Regions from separate parts of the Mus musculus genome. Here regions 1 and 3 are each linked to region 2. A link is a contact called in public Hi-C and promoter capture Hi-C data. All regions are on one chromosome and are shown on one strand. Each heading gives the region's core, a stretch centred on a gene start, on an enhancer-like site or on the middle of the called end of the contact. The rest is flanking DNA. Distances are from core to core; before and after follow the strand shown.

Region 1 (3,631 bases), core at 1,112-3,611, 5.3 Mb after region 2:
TGTATACAATCACACACTAGCCTAACAATTTCCAAATTCAGAGACTATTCAGCTCTACACAGTGATCACCTATTCACAGGGTCTCATCATCTAGCTACGGCTGGCCTGGATGGCAGAGGATGGTCTGCACACCCAGCTCAAGTCAGCATCTAACAGCCGCTTACAGCTGTGGTCCTGAACATTAAGTCACCGGTGCCCTTTCGCAAGCACTCTGCTCAGCAAGACTGCTTCCCTGCTTGTGTCCCATCCCCAGCGCTACAAACAAAGGCCACGCTTGCTTTTCCCTTCTGCCCAACTCATTCTTCTGCTCCTTAACAACATTTTGCAAATTAAAGTTGGTCCATCCAATCTGTTACGGCTGAAATAATGGGCCTTGTTGGTCAGCAAACAGAAAATAGCCCAGGCAGTCAGGTATTTACAGACCCCTGTACAAACTACCATAAGAAATGTTAGAAATATTTTTGACCACTTACATTATTAGATATTAAGGGTCTTATACAGAAAAAAAAGTGCCTTTTTTGAGACAGGGTTTCTCTGTGTAGCCCTGGCTGTCCTGGAACCTGATGTGTAGACAGGCTGGCCTTGAACTCAAGAGAACCACCTGCCTCTGCCCCCTAGAGTGCTGGGACTAAAGGTGTGCACCACTATGCTTAGCTAAAATGTAATGTTTTGCAAACCTCCCAGATGTCAGACTTAAAGCATTCCTGTCAGCTGCACCCTGCCTACCAGGGTGGTGTGACTAGCGTCTTTTTTTTTTTTTTTTTTTTGGGTTATGAGCTTAACAGCTTTAACAGCTGAGCCATCTCTGCAGCCTGTAACAAGTTTCTTAATGCAGCAACAAGAAGGAAAAACAGTGTGCAGTGTTCTGATAAGAGTTTAGAAGGCTCATCAAGTAAGGAGCTAACTGCCAATCAGCTCAATCGAGAGGTGGGAGAAAAATTCTGGAAAGTTGTCCTCTGACCTCCATTCAAGCGCCTTGGCACATTAGAGCCCCCCAACCTCCCTCCCCAAATATATATATATAAACTTTAAAACATGGCATGTTTTATAACAACACTCAGATCACTAACTTAACTCTGATAAACTGGTTCCTATTTAAATACTTCCAAATGATAATCTTTTGCAACTTACTATAAAATGTATTTACTACGACTGCTCTAGTTTGCTGTAAGGCACCGAACCTAACACAAGGGAGCAAAATCCACTTTGATCCAATAAGGGTCAAACTTCTGTGATGTAAGCACAGTGTAAATTCTAAATACTCAATGTAACTTTCAGCCCACAGGGATATGCAAAAGCCAGATATGACCTTAGTACAAAGGTCTTTGACCAAAAACAGGGCAAAGGGTGACTGTAATTCTTAAAAGACGTGAATTCCCACTAGTCAGCAGGTCTGAGTCAGCATACAAAACCAGGGTCAGGCAGGGTTCAAGTGCTAGTTACAGCAGGATTTTACCACTGCAAATGCAAAGCAACAGCTGTGACAAAAAAACCCATTATCTTAGCTTCTATCTGACAAAGGAGACTAGAGTCAATTCTTGTCAGAAGTGTCATGTCGCCCTAAGAAACGCTAAGGGTGACGACTCTGGTTTCTCATGTGCCCTGGATCCGAGTCTTCAAATCCTTTCAAAGCAAAGGCGCCGGAGATCCATTTTGGTACGGTAACTCCACACACAATTCATTCTGCTCAATAGACAACAGGTAAAAACTGACAACCAGAAGGTGGGCACTAGGACCAGCTGGGCAGCCTGTAGGGGCCAAGACAAAGGTTAAGCTAAAAGTCGTAAACATGGCCGAGGCGCTGCCATCCTCTACCTAAGCTAGCTACAACAATCCGCACAGAAGGGAACAATTGACGCCCGCCCACCCACCCGCCCGCCTTAGACTCTTTCCTGCGTGATGAAACATGGTGCCTCGGAACGAGCATTCTCCAGGCTTCCATCTGCCCACTCGGGGAGGACGGAGAGGCGCTGGGCGGAATGGCCAGCACCACCGGATACCACGGGCCGCCGCGATCCCGCGGGTGGCAGACAAAGGGAACCACGGGCCACCGCGATCCCCCGGGGCCTGCATCTCCCGAGCTGTGGGCGCCTCCCTGCCGGAGCGCGCCGCAGCACCACAGGGCCCTCGGCCGGAGCCGGGCCGCAGCTGCCGGGACCCGGACGCGTGGAGAGCGCAGGACCTGGAGCTCGGCAGCCCGCGACCCTGCTTCAAGCCTCCCTTCTCTCTGGCCCGAAGCTAGGGCAGCACAGCGGCCTCCGCTCCCCACCGCACCCCACCCAGGACTCACCCACGGCCCGGGGCGCAAGCCCGCAGGACGGCTGGCGAGCGAGCCCGCGCCCGCGCAGGCGCAGACTGGTCCGACCCAGGCAGGGGCGGGGCGGGGCGGGGCGGGACGTCGTCGAGCCACGTGACCAGGGCCCTGCCTCGCTCAGGGTCTGGGTAGCGCTATAGCTGCCTTGTACTGCGTCCGGTCCGGTACTGACTCTTGTCGCACCTTTTGCCAGGCTGTGGGGGTGCCGCTAGTCTCCCCGCCCCCCTGACTTAAGCTGAAGTTATACGGTGGCCTCGTTGTTCCACAAAACAGCAAGCGCGTCATTTAGCGTGTAGTCTGTTGAGATCCAGGGCTGTAGATAGCGCGTGCGTGGAGGCGCGAAAGCTTCTGATGAGGCGATCTCAAAGCTTGGTGGAGAGCTCTTTGTCACCGCACTTCACAGGACACCTGAGTTGTACATGAGGTCATACAGCTAGCCTCTTTTTCCTTAGATGCACACACAGTTTGTGGAGTCTTGGAAGGAGAACCCTGCTGTGAGTTAGGAGAGCCGGGTCAGAATTATAGCCGTGACATCCCTTGAGTGACTTTTGGCAAGTTATTCGTCTCTTCCATGAGTGGGTTCCTCCATGTTGTGACATTTGAACAATGGTTCTGATTTGCAGAACCACAGGCGATAAATGTCAGTGGACAGAAAGGACAAAGTCAGCCTTCGTGGGCAGGCTCTTCAGCAGACTCCTGAATGTGCGACCAGCTTGCCTCTTAGGACTGGGATTATCTCACCATTACACACCGTTCCAGGTGGGTGACCCAGCCTGCTTAGTGTTTACAGGTTTCTGAAGCTGTCGGAAACCACGCCTCCTAGGCCACGCCTTCTAGCGTCAGCAAACGGGAGTGTCAATCTTGGTATTTCAAAGCCTCCTTTAAGGAAGTTTGCCTAGAGATCCAGTCAATGAGTTCCTAAGAGGAAAAAAAATTACAAAACATTTCTTTTTTAAAAGAAAATAGATTTATTCTACTGTTAGCACATGTGTATAAGTACCCAGAGAGGCCAGAATAGGGCTTCAGATTTCTTGATCCTGGAATTATTAAAGGCTGTGAACTGTCCCATGTGGGTGCCAGACTCAAGAAGAGTATATGTTCTTTTCTTTTTCTTTTTCTTTTTCTTTTTCTTTTTTTTTCCAGAGCTGAGGACCGAACCCAGGGCCTTGTGCTTGCTAGGCAAGCGCTCTACCACTGAGCTAAGTCCCCAGCCCCTTTTTTTGTTTGTTTGTTTGTTTGGTTTGGTTATTTTCGAGACAGAGTTTCTCTGTATAGCCCTGGCTGTCCTGGAACTCACTCTGTAGACCAGGCTGGCCT
Region 2 (3,707 bases), core at 355-2,854:
GGAACTCAGGGCCTTCAACACTAAGGGAGCAACCTAGAGCAGCAAAACCCATCGCTAGCCAAGTGCTTGACATACTAGTTACTAGTCATTCTCCCTATATGATGCTCGTTCGTGTTAACTCAATGTAGAAGCCTACACTGAATTTCCAAATGATCTGGGCAGCAAAACCTTACATCCTTTCATCTAGAGCTAATCAATCATGTTTCCAAATTCACATTGACTTGAGAGGCTAAACTGCTAAGCATGGACGGAACCCCCACTCAGTCTCACAGCTCAGACTTTAGATCGGTGGACAGCATGTGCTGTAATTAATGGGTTGCTGTAGGCTAAAACCAAGTTTTATATATAGAAAGTTTGCATTCTGTGTAAGCTACAGACATGTTGAAGTGTGCTCCTGATGTATACTTCCTGTGCTTTGAGCTAGTAATAACGGAGAAACTGCCTTTTATAAGAGCTGGGTGTGGTGGGACAGAACCTGCAGTCCCGGCACTTTAAAGGTAGATGTAGGGAGTCCAAGGTCTGGGGAGTTCCACCAAACAATGAGCTCTAAGCCTGCCTGGGGCCCATGAGTATCTGACTCAAAAATCAAACCAAAAACCCCAAACAACTAAACCCTCGGGAAGAAATCTAAAACAAAACAGTAGTTGGGGTAGGAATAGGAAGTGAAGGGCAAGGTGGAGGAGGTGGGGGACACTGGAAGAGGCACTCAGAAAACGTACTTACCACCCAGCATTTAAAAGAAAGGTGGCGTTTTGTGTGCCAACTTGACACAAATTAGTCATCAGAGAGGAAGGAGTCTCAGTTGAGAAAATGCCTCCATGAGATCCAGCTGTAAGGCATTTTCTCACCATTTTCTCAATGGGAGAGGGCCCAGCCCATGGTGAGTGGTCTCACCTAGGCTGGTAGTCCTGAGTTCTATGATAAAGCAGGCTGAGCAAGGCATGGAAGCAAGGCATTAAGCATCACCCCCACGGCCTCTGCATCAGTGCTTGCTTCCAGGTTCTAGCCCTGCTTGTGTTCCTGTCCTGACTTCCTCCAGTGAATTGGAAGTGTAAGCCAAATAAACCCCTTTCTCCTCAGCTTGCTTTTTGGTCATGGCGTTTCATCGCAGCAACAGAAATCCTAAGGCTCCCTACGTTAGTCAGGCAGTTACATGTCACACTCTGCCCCTCGTGAGGGACAGTCAGCCTTCTCCACGCTCCAAAAGAGGAAAAGCCTAGAAATCGGCTCTACACTTCCTGGGACTGAGCCACTAGCAAAGCTAGATGCAGCCTCGGGGCCCAGTTTCTCCCGCCTATGGGGAGGAGCCACGAAGATCAATAGCCTTCAGCTTCGGGCCTTCGGGCCTAGGAGGTACAGAGGGGTGGAGCAGGTCCTAGGCTCCGCCCCCGTCCGTGGCCACGAGTCTCTTGTTCTAGGGGTGGGACGGTGCCCAGCCCCTAAACCTGGCCATGTAGGGGCCTGGGACTCGTCCCTCGGTATGGTCTGCCTTCAGGCTCTGGAAAGAAGAGGTGTTCCCAAGCTCTGCCCCTTGGCCGCAACCTCAAGTCAGATCTGGGCCTTGGGGCGGAATAGGCCCTAGACTCCGCCCATCTGCCAAGATCGGAAGGTTCCGAAGGGAGGGCGCACCCGGACTAGACTGCAAGCTTCAGCCATCGCTTGCAGCTTCTAGAGGGAGGAGGTGCCCAGGCTCCGCCCCTCGGGGGGCGGAGTGAGGCCCGGGCCCCGCCCCTCTCCCGCAGCAGCTGGTTCCGGCCCGCTCTCCACCGGTCCCGCCTCGCTGCCGGAGCGTCCGGAGGACCGCTCAGTGGGAGGAGCGCGGAGTCGGCCTGGGACATTGCTAGCACCCGCCTGTGTGCTCCGGGAACTGCACTGTGAGCGGTGAGTACCACGCGGCCCCGGGGCGTCCGTGCAGGCCTTTCCCACGGGTGCAGACCCGAGGACACGGGGAGAGCTGCGGGGAGGCGGTGGAGCTGGCTCCTGGGGTGACCTCTCTACTCGCTCCCCAGCCTGCGTCGCTCTGGACTGGGAGTGGCTCTACTCGGCGCCCCGGGAGTTCTCGCCTTGGTGTGAGGGCCGCACCGCCGGGGTGTCATTGTGCCAGGCCCAGCCCACGGGATAGAAAGGAACGATTGTGCCCGGCAGATTGGAGTCCCCAGCACGGGGCGAAGGCAGGCGGGGTGAGGGTAAGAGCCCCCTCAGTGGAAGGGCATAGAGTCCAAGGTGATTGATTGAGAAACCCAAGGAGAACGGGACTGTACCACTCTGGCCAGCCCAGTGCACTAGAACCGCAGATCTCCCTGCAGCACGCATGACAGCCTCCCAGCAGAAGTTGCCGAACTTTTGCATTTAGGACCGGCAGCGCGCCTAAAGAACCTTTGTTATATAGATTGTACCTATTGATTTTTGCAGTGTATAAATACAGCGTATAGACACTTAATATACTTAATTCAGATAGACCGATTCTGTAGTTTCCAAAACACTGTTATTAAGAATGGCATTCTTTAACCTTCCTGCAAATCTCTGCTTAGAAGACACTCAGCCTGTTGCAGTATGACAGGTCATGTAGCTTCTGAAGACTTTTAAGTATATTGGTGAAAATGTAACATTGTATTGCTTAAAGAGTGGTTTTGACCGTCCAAACACCTGCGCCTGTGTTTCTCTGCAGCATACTTTAGAACCACCGAAGTAGCCAGTGCTTAGGAGGCATAGTTCACTGGGTTTGCCACTTTATTTATGGTTCTTCCATTCCGCACCGTGGAGGAGTTAACCTCTGATACCCAGGAGCACTCTGGACCTCACTTTCCAACGGAATACGAGATCCCCACAGTTGGTGGTGGCTTTGGGTGATGTTCATGTGTGCCTTGGTTGTTTCTGTGCCTGCTGAGTTGATGTGTGTAAACCTGATGTAGCACACCAGACCTGTGAGTTCAGGGAGGTGGGTGTGACTAGACCATGCCAAATGTGTAGGGGTTGCTGTAAGATTACCAAGCAGTTGAGAGGTCATGTCTAAAACACCAGGTGGCATGTTTTTGCCTCCTTATCCCTGTGTTCAGTTCTGTTGGGGGTTTCTAGCCTTGGGTCTGTTGAAGTATGGTGTCCCAGTCTCCGAATTCTGCCACTTCCACATTCCTGGTGAGCTCTGTGTGTGGTCCTGCCTCTGCCACTGGAAAGCAGTTGCCCATTGTGTCTGTGTGTGATAGATGGAACCCTGCATTAGAGTCTTTCCTTTGTTTCATGCTGTCTACAGGAATTTGAGATAGAAGTTATATACATATTATCAAAAAATGTATACCTCAAAGCAAACAAGTTTCTTAATCCTCTACCCAAAGAGGCTATTGTGTTCTGATTGAGCAGCTTCAGCACTTTAAGTAATACATTAGAAATGATTGTCCTCATGCTGTTGCTCCCACAGTCGGGAGAAGGGGGCTGGGATCTGAGCCCTTGTGTTCTTGTTATACACATTGTTGATACTGGAGCCTCTCTTATTCATCCTTGAGTAGATGTTTATCTCAGCTCCAACTCTTCTGGACCTTGGGAAATGAATGATTTTAGAAGGTGAAGGGCCTGTCTGGAATTTACAGTCAAGAGCATAGGTAAGTACCGTCCAGTTGAGATCATTTCCTGCCTGTATGTGTACATGAAACACGGTCATGTAAGAAAGCAATACCTGCTAGGAAGGTGTGCATCAAAAAAAGCACATGCAA
Region 3 (3,341 bases), core at 507-3,006, 5.3 Mb before region 2:
ACAGTATTATCAATCCTTAAATCATCAGTGGATTCTACTAAGGAATTAATATCCCGAACTAAAGTAGACTTTAGTCTGCTCCCAACTGCTCATGGTGGCACAGATCTGTAATCCTAGCATTTGGGATGGTGAAGTAAGACGACTACCCAAAATTAATGCCAGCAAGGAGAGCATGGAAAGACTGTCTCAAAACACCTCCTCCAGAAGTGGACTCCATTTACAAATGAAATCTTGGCCGGGCGTGGTGGGGGCGTGGTGGCGCAGGCCTTTAATCCCAGCACTCCGGGAGGCAGAGGCAGGGGGATTTCTGAGTTCGAGGCCAGCCTAGTCTACAAGGTGAGCTCCAGGACAGCCAAGGCTACACTGAGAAACCCTGTTTCAGGGGAAAAAAAAAAAAAAACCAACAAACAAACAAATGAAAGCCTTATTTGTAAATTCTACTAAAATAATTTCTCAGGCTTACGATGGTGGGCAATTTCAGGGCATAGAAAATAGCAAATTTCAAAGTTTCTTTAATACTAAGGTTTAAAACAATGACTCTGTAATGTGGCCTCCAGATCTGACGAACTTTCTGACTGCATATATTTGCAGACAAGTCATCCTTGGTCCTATTTTTTTTTTTTAAATAACGAACCATCAATGCATGAGCATAAAATGCATACGGCAATGGGGCTGCTTCTGTATGTGATCAGATACCCTAGAAAGATAGATTTCAGCACCTGGAGGCTGGCAAGTGAAAGTATCCCTGTGAAATCCTAAAATGCTCCACCATTGTTCAAATCTCAGTGTTTCCAAAACAAAATCTTAAGCATGACACATCCATTAGGTTTCATGCTTTATGTAAAAAACGGCCTCAACTAGGCAGTTTAATCAATGTTCTCCCTCCCTCCATAGTCAGCACACGTTAACTGGGGAGTCTTAAGACCAGATGGAGATCCAAACTCTGATATCTGTCATAAGATAACATTTAGAATGTTACTAACATTCTAAATCCTAGTTAGAAAACGTTGCTGAAAAGCAATGTCCTTGGGCAAGAAAAGAATGGGAAGATCTGAAACTGACCCAAGCACAAATCCCTTGTCAACCAAAGACACTTAACAGGAAAGAACCCAAGAAATGTGGGGGTGGGGGTGCACGGGGGGGGGGCCGGAAATCGTACTCTTCCGGAACGTAAAGGCGAAACAGGCACTGGTAAAGCCGCCCCCAAGGGACGACTGACTATGGAACGGTGACAGCTCCTATGCACCGCGGAGAGCAGCCAGCAGGAACGGCCGCAGCGCAGACGCCGCCGCCACTCCCAGCTTGCAGGTCCGGCGGGATTGGCTCGAGAACATCAACAAAGACCCTCCGGTCGCAGCCTAACCCAACAACAAAGGCCGAGCGACTGCGCGCGACGGCCGGCGGCGACAGGGGGACTGGCGCGCGGCGGGCAGCCCGGCGCCCGCGGCGCAGCCCGGGAGCGTGCACGGAGCCCCGAGGCCGTCCGGCCCAGCCTGGCCGCGGAACACAAAGACGCGGACCGCCCGCGCTCCGGCCGCCGAGGCCCGCGGAGGGGGAGGGGCTCACCTGGCACAGCTGGCGGCAGTAGGCGGCGGCGGCCTCCACCGCGGGCTCCCGGCTCTCGCATAGCCGCCGCTCCAGCTCTTGCAGCCGCTCGCCCAGGCGCCGCAGCTCCGCCGCGCAGCCGCCACCGCTCAGGCGCTCCTGCTCGGCCTCATCGTCCGCCATCTTCGCAGCCCGCTCCGTCGCGTACGCACCTGGGTCACGTGATAACACAATGCCACGTTCGGCGGGGTCACGTGCCCGGTGCGCTGGCACGCCTGGGCGCACGTACAAAGGCCGGGTGTGGGGCTGGCGACCGCCGGGGCAGTGCTGCAGCGAGCTGAAGCTGAGGCCTCTGCTGCTGCGGCGGCGGCTAGGGCCAGGGCCAGGGCGAGGGCAAGGTCTGCGGAACAGCCGGAGGCCAGGGCAGGGTGGAGAGCTGGTGATTGCCCTGGTTCTGGGCCAACCCGAGAACGCCTCCTGGAAACAAGCGCTCTAGGTGTTGGAGGGCACACACACACAACAATTGGGTCAGAACAAAATGAGAGGTTCAATTCTCATTCTGGGAAATCAAGCAGCGAACACAAGAAAAGAATAGTGTGGAGAGAATTCAAACAGACCGAAATGATTAATGTTGTAACCCGGTGGTTTTTAAGGCACAAAAGCTTTTCTAAAATCTGGTTACCGTTACGCGTTACAAGAATCCACACCGAATCTTAGTTTGGGAAAGTAGGTCGAAGGAAAGAACACAATTAAGGATGCTAAAGTAAAAAAAGGAACACGGATGTCAAATAAATGCCAGTAGCAACCCTCCTCTTGGTGCTGCAAAACAGGTGGCCTTCTAAGCCGTATTTTATTTGCAAGACGAAAACAGTATTTGGCATTAGAATTGGAGAAGAGAGCTGAGTGTTGTGTGCACGGTTGTAATCTCAGCACTCGGAGACGAGAGGTTCAAAAGTTCATCCCTGGCTACATAATATTTCCTCCTCCAGCCTATGCCAGATGAGTTCTTACAAATTTAAAGGAGTAGGGGGTAGAATAAGAGGTAGTCGGAAAATCAATGTGCTTAACCATAAATTTCATAATCAAACTAATAACAAACCCAGTGTTTGAGGGCTAGGGGTGTGACTCAGTTGACAGAGTGCTTGCCTAGCTCCGTTCACTGCATAAACCAGGCAAAAGGCACGCAACTGCCTGTTTAATCTCAACCTTCCCTGGTGAACGCCAGAGTATCAGAAGTTCAGAGACTACACTATTTTGCCAGTTTCAGGTCAGCAAGAACAAATAGACAAACAAAACAAAACACCCCACAACCTACTGTTTATTTAAGAGGCAAGATGTCTGCCTTACAACTGAATCCTTTTAAAACAAACAACAGCGTTGACACACCTGGTCATTTTACTGTTGTGTTCTGACTGCACTGTATTTTTCTAAGGATAGTTATCTAAAATGAACAACCAGCCTGGAGGTTGGCTCTAGCAGAACTGCAGCACGAAGGAAGCTGGAGCTGAGGGTCTCCCGGTCCAGTCCGCCCGGGCTACATTGTAATGCTGGGTCTCAAAAACATAATTTCTACCGTATCCAGTAGCCTTTTCAGGAAATGTATATAATAAAGCCAGATGTGATTCTAGTCCTCACAGGTGACGGGAGGAGGACACTTAGTGGAAAATGTTCTCTGAATACTGTGTTGTTCCAGCGAATGTTTTGTAATGCATGCTTTTAAATCATTACATAAGATGAACAAGCACAAGGCAACCTTACAGAAAACAGCATCAATACTGCACATTAACAAGACAGAA

The links. Promoter capture Hi-C pulls out the DNA fragments that hold promoters and counts their contacts. A called contact is a pair of places that touch in the nucleus more often than the background predicts.
Region 1: a contact with region 2 is called in a Hi-C map of CD8 T cells, with 10 times the contacts expected there. The contact joins the promoter of Slc25a51 here to the promoter of Aco1 in region 2. A contact is called at or near these places in 2 of 484 Hi-C or Micro-C datasets (CD4 T cells and CD8 T cells).
Region 3: a contact with region 2 is called in a promoter capture Hi-C map of pre-B cells. The contact joins the promoter of Zfp292 here to the promoter of Aco1 in region 2. A contact is called at or near these places in 7 of 39 promoter capture datasets (the C10 cell line, cranial neural crest, frontonasal cranial neural crest and 4 more).

What each region holds. Positions count from the first base shown.
Region 1 is chr4:45,406,405-45,410,035 of GRCm38.p6, forward strand. Slc25a51 (solute carrier family 25, member 51) reads right to left here and starts at 2,362. Exons shown (of 3, transcript NM_001009949.3): 1 at 2,291-2,362. Gm46852 (a long non-coding RNA gene) reads left to right here and starts at 2,986. Exons shown (of 3, transcript XR_001784277.2): 1 at 2,986-3,073.
Region 2 is chr4:40,141,661-40,145,367 of GRCm38.p6, forward strand. Aco1 (aconitase 1) reads left to right here and starts at 1,605. Exons shown (of 21, transcript NM_007386.2): 1 at 1,605-1,881.
Region 3 is chr4:34,881,192-34,884,532 of GRCm38.p6, forward strand. Zfp292 (zinc finger protein 292) reads right to left here and starts at 1,757. Exons shown (of 8, transcript NM_013889.2): 1 at 1,567-1,757. The coding sequence starts at 1,728.